2 separate regions of the Mus musculus genome follow, and region 1 is linked to region 2. A link is a contact called in public Hi-C data. All regions are on one chromosome and are shown on one strand. Each heading gives the region's core, a stretch centred on a gene start, on an enhancer-like site or on the middle of the called end of the contact. The rest is flanking DNA. Distances are from core to core; before and after follow the strand shown.

The links. Hi-C and Micro-C count contacts between places; a contact is called where the count stands out from the background.
Region 1: a Hi-C map of the N1E-115 cell line shows a contact between it and region 2, with 3 times the contacts expected there. The contact joins two enhancer-like sites. A contact is called at or near these places in 2 of 39 promoter capture datasets (liver and pre-B cells), 1 of 15 datasets of contacts at CTCF or cohesin (large pre-B cells), 12 of 484 Hi-C or Micro-C datasets (the G1E-ER4 cell line, the HL-1 cell line, the N1E-115 cell line and 7 more) and 2 of 9 other capture datasets (adipose tissue and liver).

What each region holds. Positions count from the first base shown.
Region 1 is chr4:45,818,593-45,822,256 of GRCm38.p6, reverse strand. All of the region lies in intron 1 of Igfbpl1 (insulin-like growth factor binding protein-like 1), which reads left to right. Among named protein-coding and RNA genes, the nearest start is that of Igfbpl1, 6.4 kb to the left of the region's middle. Within about 2 kb of position 1,581, at least 145 of the 459 cell types and tissues checked have an H3K27ac peak or open chromatin away from gene starts, as enhancers often do. A contact at or near this core is called in the N1E-115 cell line, where this site is marked.
Region 2 is chr4:45,729,740-45,732,996 of GRCm38.p6, reverse strand. It overlaps Gm31563 (a long non-coding RNA gene), which reads left to right. Exons shown (of 4, transcript XR_881227.1): 2 at 1,536-1,782. Among named protein-coding and RNA genes, the nearest start is that of Gm31563, 8.9 kb to the left of the region's middle. Within about 2 kb of position 1,751, at least 25 of the 459 cell types and tissues checked have an H3K27ac peak or open chromatin away from gene starts, as enhancers often do. A contact at or near this core is called in the N1E-115 cell line, where this site is marked.

The sequences.
Region 1 (3,664 bases), core at 332-2,831, 89 kb before region 2:
AGGGTCATGGCCTCTGGCATCACCAGATAGGCTGTGTCAGCAGAGGTCAGCAGAGGGCTTCAAGCAAGCACAATGGGAAGGCCTGGTCTAGGTAACATGAGCTGCTGTGTCCCTGGGTCCCTCCTTAGGACAGCGTGGCAGATTGCAAGGGCTCTTCAAGTGTTCCTTACATCTGCCTGTGGAGGGCAGGCAGGGGGGATGCCATGGCTGGAAGACTTGTGTGTTAAAGCTTTAATCCCCAGCTATGGCACTGTTGGGAGTGGTGGAGTCTTCAGGAGGTAGGGCTTAACTAGAGAATGTAAGTGGGCAGCCATGCCCTGGTGGGGGAAGTCTTGTCCCAGGAGCCACCTTTCATCTTCCCTCTACCTCCTAACAGCCATTAGGTGAACAGCTTTCTTGTACTCTACCCTTCTACTATGAAGACTCTGTCTTGCCACAGACCAAGTCCACAGAGCCAGCCAGCCAAGGACTGACTCAGGTTCTGAGGAGGATGGGCACCTGTACCCAATCTGAAGAAATCATAGCTGGGCCCGGCAGTGGTGGCGCACGCCTTTAATCCCAGCACTTGGGAGGCAGAGGCAGGCAGATTTCTGAGTTCGAGGCCAGCCTGGTCTACACAGAGAAACCCTGTCTCGAAGGGAAAAAAAAAAAAAAAGCTAGAGCTGGGACTAAAGCTTAGCACTGGGTACACAGCATACACAGAACCCTAAGTGGGTTTCCTTGACCACACCCATCATACCAGCTATCCTGCCTCTGGTCCCTGCGCAGCCTGCGGTCACACTAGAGCACTGTGAGGACTGGAGCTGTCTGTCCTGCAAGGGTTATGGGCTGTCACTGGTGGGCCTCACTGGGAAGTGATGTGTGGAGTGTTCTCTCCCTGTGCAGAGCAAAGCCTAAGTAACTGGCCTGAGACTGTCACTTCAGAATGATCAACTGGCAAGGTTGGCCTGTGGCTGGCTTCCGGGGACCCGGACTTCTGGAAGCCATTCCCAGAAGTGGGGGTGGGCACTTCCTACACTGCGGAATGTGGTCCACACCTGTGTCCACATTTCATCACGGAGCAATACCTGCAGTGAACGTGACAGAGTGGCCCTGCTTTGGCTCATGGTTCTGAGGGATCCGGGTCAGAATCTACATACAGCCCCATGTTCTCTTTCAGCCCCCTGGCAAGAACAGCACAACCTGTCAGGTGTGTGTGGTGGAGCACACAACTCACCCCCCAGGCCAGCAAGTGGAAGAGAGAAGCTACCAGAACCCTACTGTCCCCTCTGAGATCACACCTCTGGTGACCTAAAGACCTCTTGCTGGGCTCTGCTTCCTGAAGAGACTGTCACCCCACAGTCACATAGCCTGTGAACTCAGCCTCCAGCACATGAGTGTTAGGGGCTACTTATCCAACCATCTAGGAATCTGAGGCGTAGGTTCAGAATTCAATACCTGTGTGATTAGCCCCTGCTAAAGCCCTGACCTCCCGTGAGCTTCTCCATTAGACAGCACTTCACCGTTGTGTCTCTGGACATGGCTGTGCCCTGTGTCATTTTCCCAGGAGCTGGTTTGGTGCCTGGCTCTGCTCCCTGACATTCCTCTCTGTTGAGTTTGCTCTGTGTCCTCTTGACGTAGGTCATGACCGTGTGACTGTACCCTGTGAGCTGTGAGGCCTCCCAGCAAACCACTCTGCCTGGGAACCCTTCTTGGGATGGAGCCACCAAGATAACAATGGTTTTAACATAGTATTGGATGTTATAAAACCATGGCATGAATTTGAGTCCCAGTTCCTCCAGGTCTTTTGCCTTTCTAAGCTTTACTTTCTCATATAAAATGGGAGTTAGAACACTTACCTTTCAGGGCTGGTGTGAGGGTACAGAAGAGCCCTCCTGGGTAAAGGCAGCATAGTGTTAAGATTGAGAAGTTAAGCCGTTTGTTCTGGAGAACCAAAAAGAGAGCATACCTCCCCCACCATTGAGCTTGAGCAGCGCCCCCTGCTGGCATCTGATAATATTGCTGGAAAGGGAGGAGTTACCTGCTGTAAGCAGCCAACAACAATGTAACTATTCATGGTGGTTGTTAACTGTGCAGAACTGTTATGGATAAGAACGCAAATTTAATGCCAGATATATTCAAATTAAAAGAAGATTACTGACACCCCACAGCCTGAGGAAATCGTCCAAGGTCACAGAACTGCCCTGGTTCCAATGGTGACTTCCCAACTGTATGCCAAAGGTTTGCATCCGTCCAACATGGATCTGCGCACCAGAATGAGTTGTGCAGCATGCAAATTTATAGATACCTACATGCATTGGGTAAGGTCCCTTTAACACCGAAAGCAGAAGGACTCTTTTGTAAAAGAAATGGCATTTCCTGCCGGGAAAGCCCTGGCAGAGGCAGCCTCCCCCAGACAGCCCTTCTTAATTGTAGTTATTGAAAGAGCGGGAGCGGGAGGCTCGCAGGGAGCATGCAGGAAATGTAATTTACTGGTTTATTCATTTAGGTTTGAAAGGGAGCGATGAGGTCTCATTTAAAATTTATGACTTGACTTGAAGAAAAGTGAAACGCGTTGACGAAGCGTTCCCCCTGGAACCCATTGAAGGTCCTGGAATCAGAGGTGGTATGACCGTCCCACAGCCGTTTGGGGACATGCTTGCCTGTGCGAGCGCCTGTGTCACTGAGGAGGCGTTGGCAGGAGGAGAATGTGAATAAATTAGCCCCTCTTTGTTGTGGCAGATGGGGCTTCTGCCAGACAACTCCTTATGTGGGTTGGTGGCTGCAGGGAGTGCTGGAAGTCTCAAGGCTCTGTTCAGGGAGTGTTGGAAGTTAGGGGGCTTTACCAGAGCGCTGGCTGCATTCTAGGATATGGGTTTGGACTTCCCTTTGAAGAACAGTCATGTGGGCGGAGCTGAAAGTGTGGCTGATTGGAAGGGGCAGATGCCTAGCACGGGCCAGGCAGGCTGTACTCAGCTCACTGGAGAGCCATTGCTCCAGGGGCTCCAGCCCTGTTATCAGGTGCTGAAGGACAGAGGACAGAAGCAGCTGCCTTGAGAAGGAGCTCACCGAAGAGCAGAGGGGGGGTGGGTTGGGGGCGGGGGGGGGGGTGGCAGCTCTGCAGGCAGTGAGTTCTCCATTCCAAGAGGTATGCAAATGAGGCTGGATGTTCATGTTAGTGCTCAGACACTGGCTGGACAAGGTCTGTTTCATTGTGTCTGGCTGAGTTTGATTCCTACAGGGTTGCTCATACCGCCTGTAATTCTTCTCTGTGGCCTTCTGCCCCTGGATTCTATAGTGTGACCAACCTTGTCCCTCTCTGGTCTCTCTCCCTTTGTTCTCTGATTTTACTGCAGCTGTGTCCTCGTGGGCACAGGCCCTTGCGTACTGTTTGGTTTGCTGGCCCCAGAATGGTGGTATTTTTCTTTCCTGCTTTCTTCATCTAGCTGTCTGTCTGCCACACCTGCCCCTGACTCTTGCTCACGCATCAGGCCCCCACAGTAACTGTTTTTTCCTTCCATGGCCAGTCACTCTACAACCAGGAGAAGCAGGGCATCTTCTCCCCAAGTCACCAGTGAAGAGACAAGAACGGACCTTCCCTTGGTCAGACTCGGTAGACTCCTGGACCCTAAGGCAAATGGTCAGAGACAAACAGACCCCTTGTTTAGGACTTGACTGTGTAGCT
Region 2 (3,257 bases), core at 502-3,001:
CTGGGAACTCTTTCTTCAGAACGATCACAAAGAAGCTGTGGTCCAGGAGACCACATCTGGCAACAGAATTTAGCCAATAATATGTAAGACTCTCATACATGGCACTGGTTTCGAAGGCATGAAAGAGTTGGTCATAGAGAGCGGCTGACAGTTTGGCACCATGTTCAGAGATGGAGTCCCCAAAGAGAGATCACCATTGAAAGCACAGAGACTCTCACCGAGGAGACCCCACTCCTGATTCCAATTTTGCTCTACTTTGCTTTCTGTTGCTGTGATAAACACCACGGCCAAAAGTAACTTGGAAAGGGGGGAAGGGGCTTATTGGGCTTAATGTCCAATACATTTATGATAAAAAATTAATAATTCCATCCATGAGGAAATTCAGGGCAGAAATTAAGCCAGGAGCAGTCATTATAGAAGAATATTACTCACCAGCTTTTTCTTCTGAGCCATGCTCAGCCGGATTTCTTATATAACCCAGCACCATCTGCCAGGAGTGGCACCACCCGTGGTGGGCTGGGTCTTCCTACTTCAATTAGCAATCAAGAAAATGCTTCCTAGACATGCCCCCCAGGCCAGTGAGACAGAGGCAGTCCCCCAAAGGAGACTCTCTCAATCACTCTGGGCTGTGTCAAGTTGAAGCTAACTGGGAACTATAAGAATAATACAGACCATCTTCTGTTATCATAATGTAATAAGCCATAGCTATTTCTTTGAACAATTCCAGTTAAATAGGATACAAGTAGAAAATACATTAATTTTTTTTTCCTGCCAATGTCTCTTCAAATTGGTTCTTTGTAGTTCATTACCCCTCAACCCTTGGGTGAAATCTCAGGTGTGTCCCATAACTTTTCCAATCATCCTTGGATAACAGAAAAGCCTTCAATTTCTCCTGTGGGTTTAAAAAAGGAAGAAAAAAGCCGGTGAAACTCCTACATCTCCTTAGTATGCCATGTCAGTACAGTGCTGCTCCGTGGAAGCTGATGTGACAAGACAGAGCAGGTTATGAGAAGAAACATCTTTGACGGATTGTATGGACCTTTTCAAAAATTAGGAATTATTTAAGATTTGCATGCAGTTGGAAGATACATTACAGAACCGCATGGATCTTTTGCCCAGTTTCCTCAGCAACACTGAGATACAAACTTACAACCTGGGTCTTGGCATCAACAGACTCCCCCCTCCCCATCCTATATAGCTCTCCCTCTCCCCCTCCCCCTTCCCTCCCCTCCCCCTCCCCCTCCCCCCCCCCCTCTCTCTCTCTCTCTCTCTCTCTCTCTCTCTCCAAGTGTGCTTGTGCTCATCTGTATGAGTGTGTTTGGTTCTACCCATGACATCATTTTTAGGTTGGTATGTCAATCACCACAGTCCAGATACTGATGACTTCATGCCCACAGATCTCTCACATCATCTTCTTATAGCCACGCCGTATCCTCCTCCACAATGAGGTTTTATTGTTGTTGTTGTTAAGATTCATTTTTCTTTATGTGTACATGACTATGTGTGTTTTGTGTGTGTGTGTTTATGGGGTACAGGCACAGGAGTGCAGGTGCCCTTGGAGGCTAGGAGAAGGTTATCAGATCCTGCTGGAGCTGGAATTCCAGGCTGTTATGTGATGCTGAGGACTGAATTGCAATCTCTGGAAGAGCGGCTGCAACTCTTAACTACCACGACGTCACCATCTCTCCATCCCTCTAACAATGAGTTCTGACAAATCTATACGCACAGTTACAAGAGCGCTCCCACTGACCCCTACCAACAGCTCCTTTGCACCCTCTACAGGTCAGTTCCTTCCCCAACCCATTCTACAGCAAGGGATCTGCTTCTTATTACCATAGTTTTGCTTTTTTCCCCAGAATTTTGTCTACGTGCAATCAGCATAATGGTTTTAAAATCTGCTCGTGCTGTGGCCAGCATCAGTAATCTATGCCTTTCTCACTGAGCAAGTTACTCGCACAGATAGATCCCATTTCCTGTGTCCCCGGGGATCTTAAGTCTCCCTGCGTTGGGGTCTCATTGAACCTGTGGGTCGCTGCTCTAATGATCTCATCTGTTGATTTCATCACCATCTGTATCGAGTTACTGCCCATATTTTCCTACTTCTTAGACCACTGGGTAAATTTTCCCCTTGTAGGCAGGCGCTGCACGTTTTCTATGCATCACTGCTGGATTTTGTGTTCCTTTAAGTAGCACTGTGTTTTGTTTGGGAGCACAAATGGGTCAGATCCTTTCCAGGCCTCCAGACACCTTAGTTAGAGTTATGCCAGGCCCACCAGTAAGACAAAACCTTTCTGAAGATCCTCCTCCAGCCAGAATATTAGCTATTTCTTGGTGTCCCGGCCCTGTACAAGCTCCAGATCCCTTTCTGGTGGCAGAGATTGACAGCAGACGCCATTTAGCGTCTTAAAGAGGAACCCAGAGGCAGGAATAATAAAGGAAAGAGCAATAGGCCTGACTGTGTGGACCCTCTCTCCTGCGTTTCCTCTCAAATTCTTGTCAATGCATTGTTGCTTGGGGTTGATCTGGAGTCAGTTGGGAGAAGCGCAGTGGGTCCTGGAGAAGTTCAAGGCCTGTGTTTGAGCAGCGGATCCCCCACTGTGTGACCACAGAGGGAGTCCCAGCTGGGCTGGACTCACCCTTCAGAGCTGGATAATATAGAGTGGGGCACAATGTCCCCAGAGGCTTGCCAGCCGTTTACCTTTCTGGCTCAGTGTGTTTGTTTTCTTTATCCATTGGGCACCCCAGCTGCACTCCAACATAGCCTCTTAGTCCTCATTCCTATTTAAATATAATTTAGTTTTTATTTGATTTATGGACTCCACCCCAGTCGCTGAACTTCATTGGGCTGGGACAGTTTATTGATTTTCAATAATGGCAGGGCAGAAGAATAAAGAGATGACAGCAGCTCTTGGCTGCAGACCTGGGGCTGGCTGAGGGAAGCAGCATTAATCACCACTGAGGTGATCACTCAGACAGTCCCTAATGGAGCAGTGACCCTGGGACTCCACCAGCCTGGGACAGCTCTGAAGGCCACACAGCGATCATGCACCTCTGTTAGCAGGAGCTTGCAGCACTGCCTAGCTGGGCTCTCACCCCAGTCTCTCCTGCATAAGTCTCCGGCTCACTGACTCTAAGTGAAGGTGCACAGAATCTCAACAGACACAGGAGGTGGAGGAAACAGATATGGTTGCGGCTTCTCTGCCAACCAACACAGCAAGGCCGGTTGGTGTTACCTCCTGGCTTTCTTTAGTCCCTGG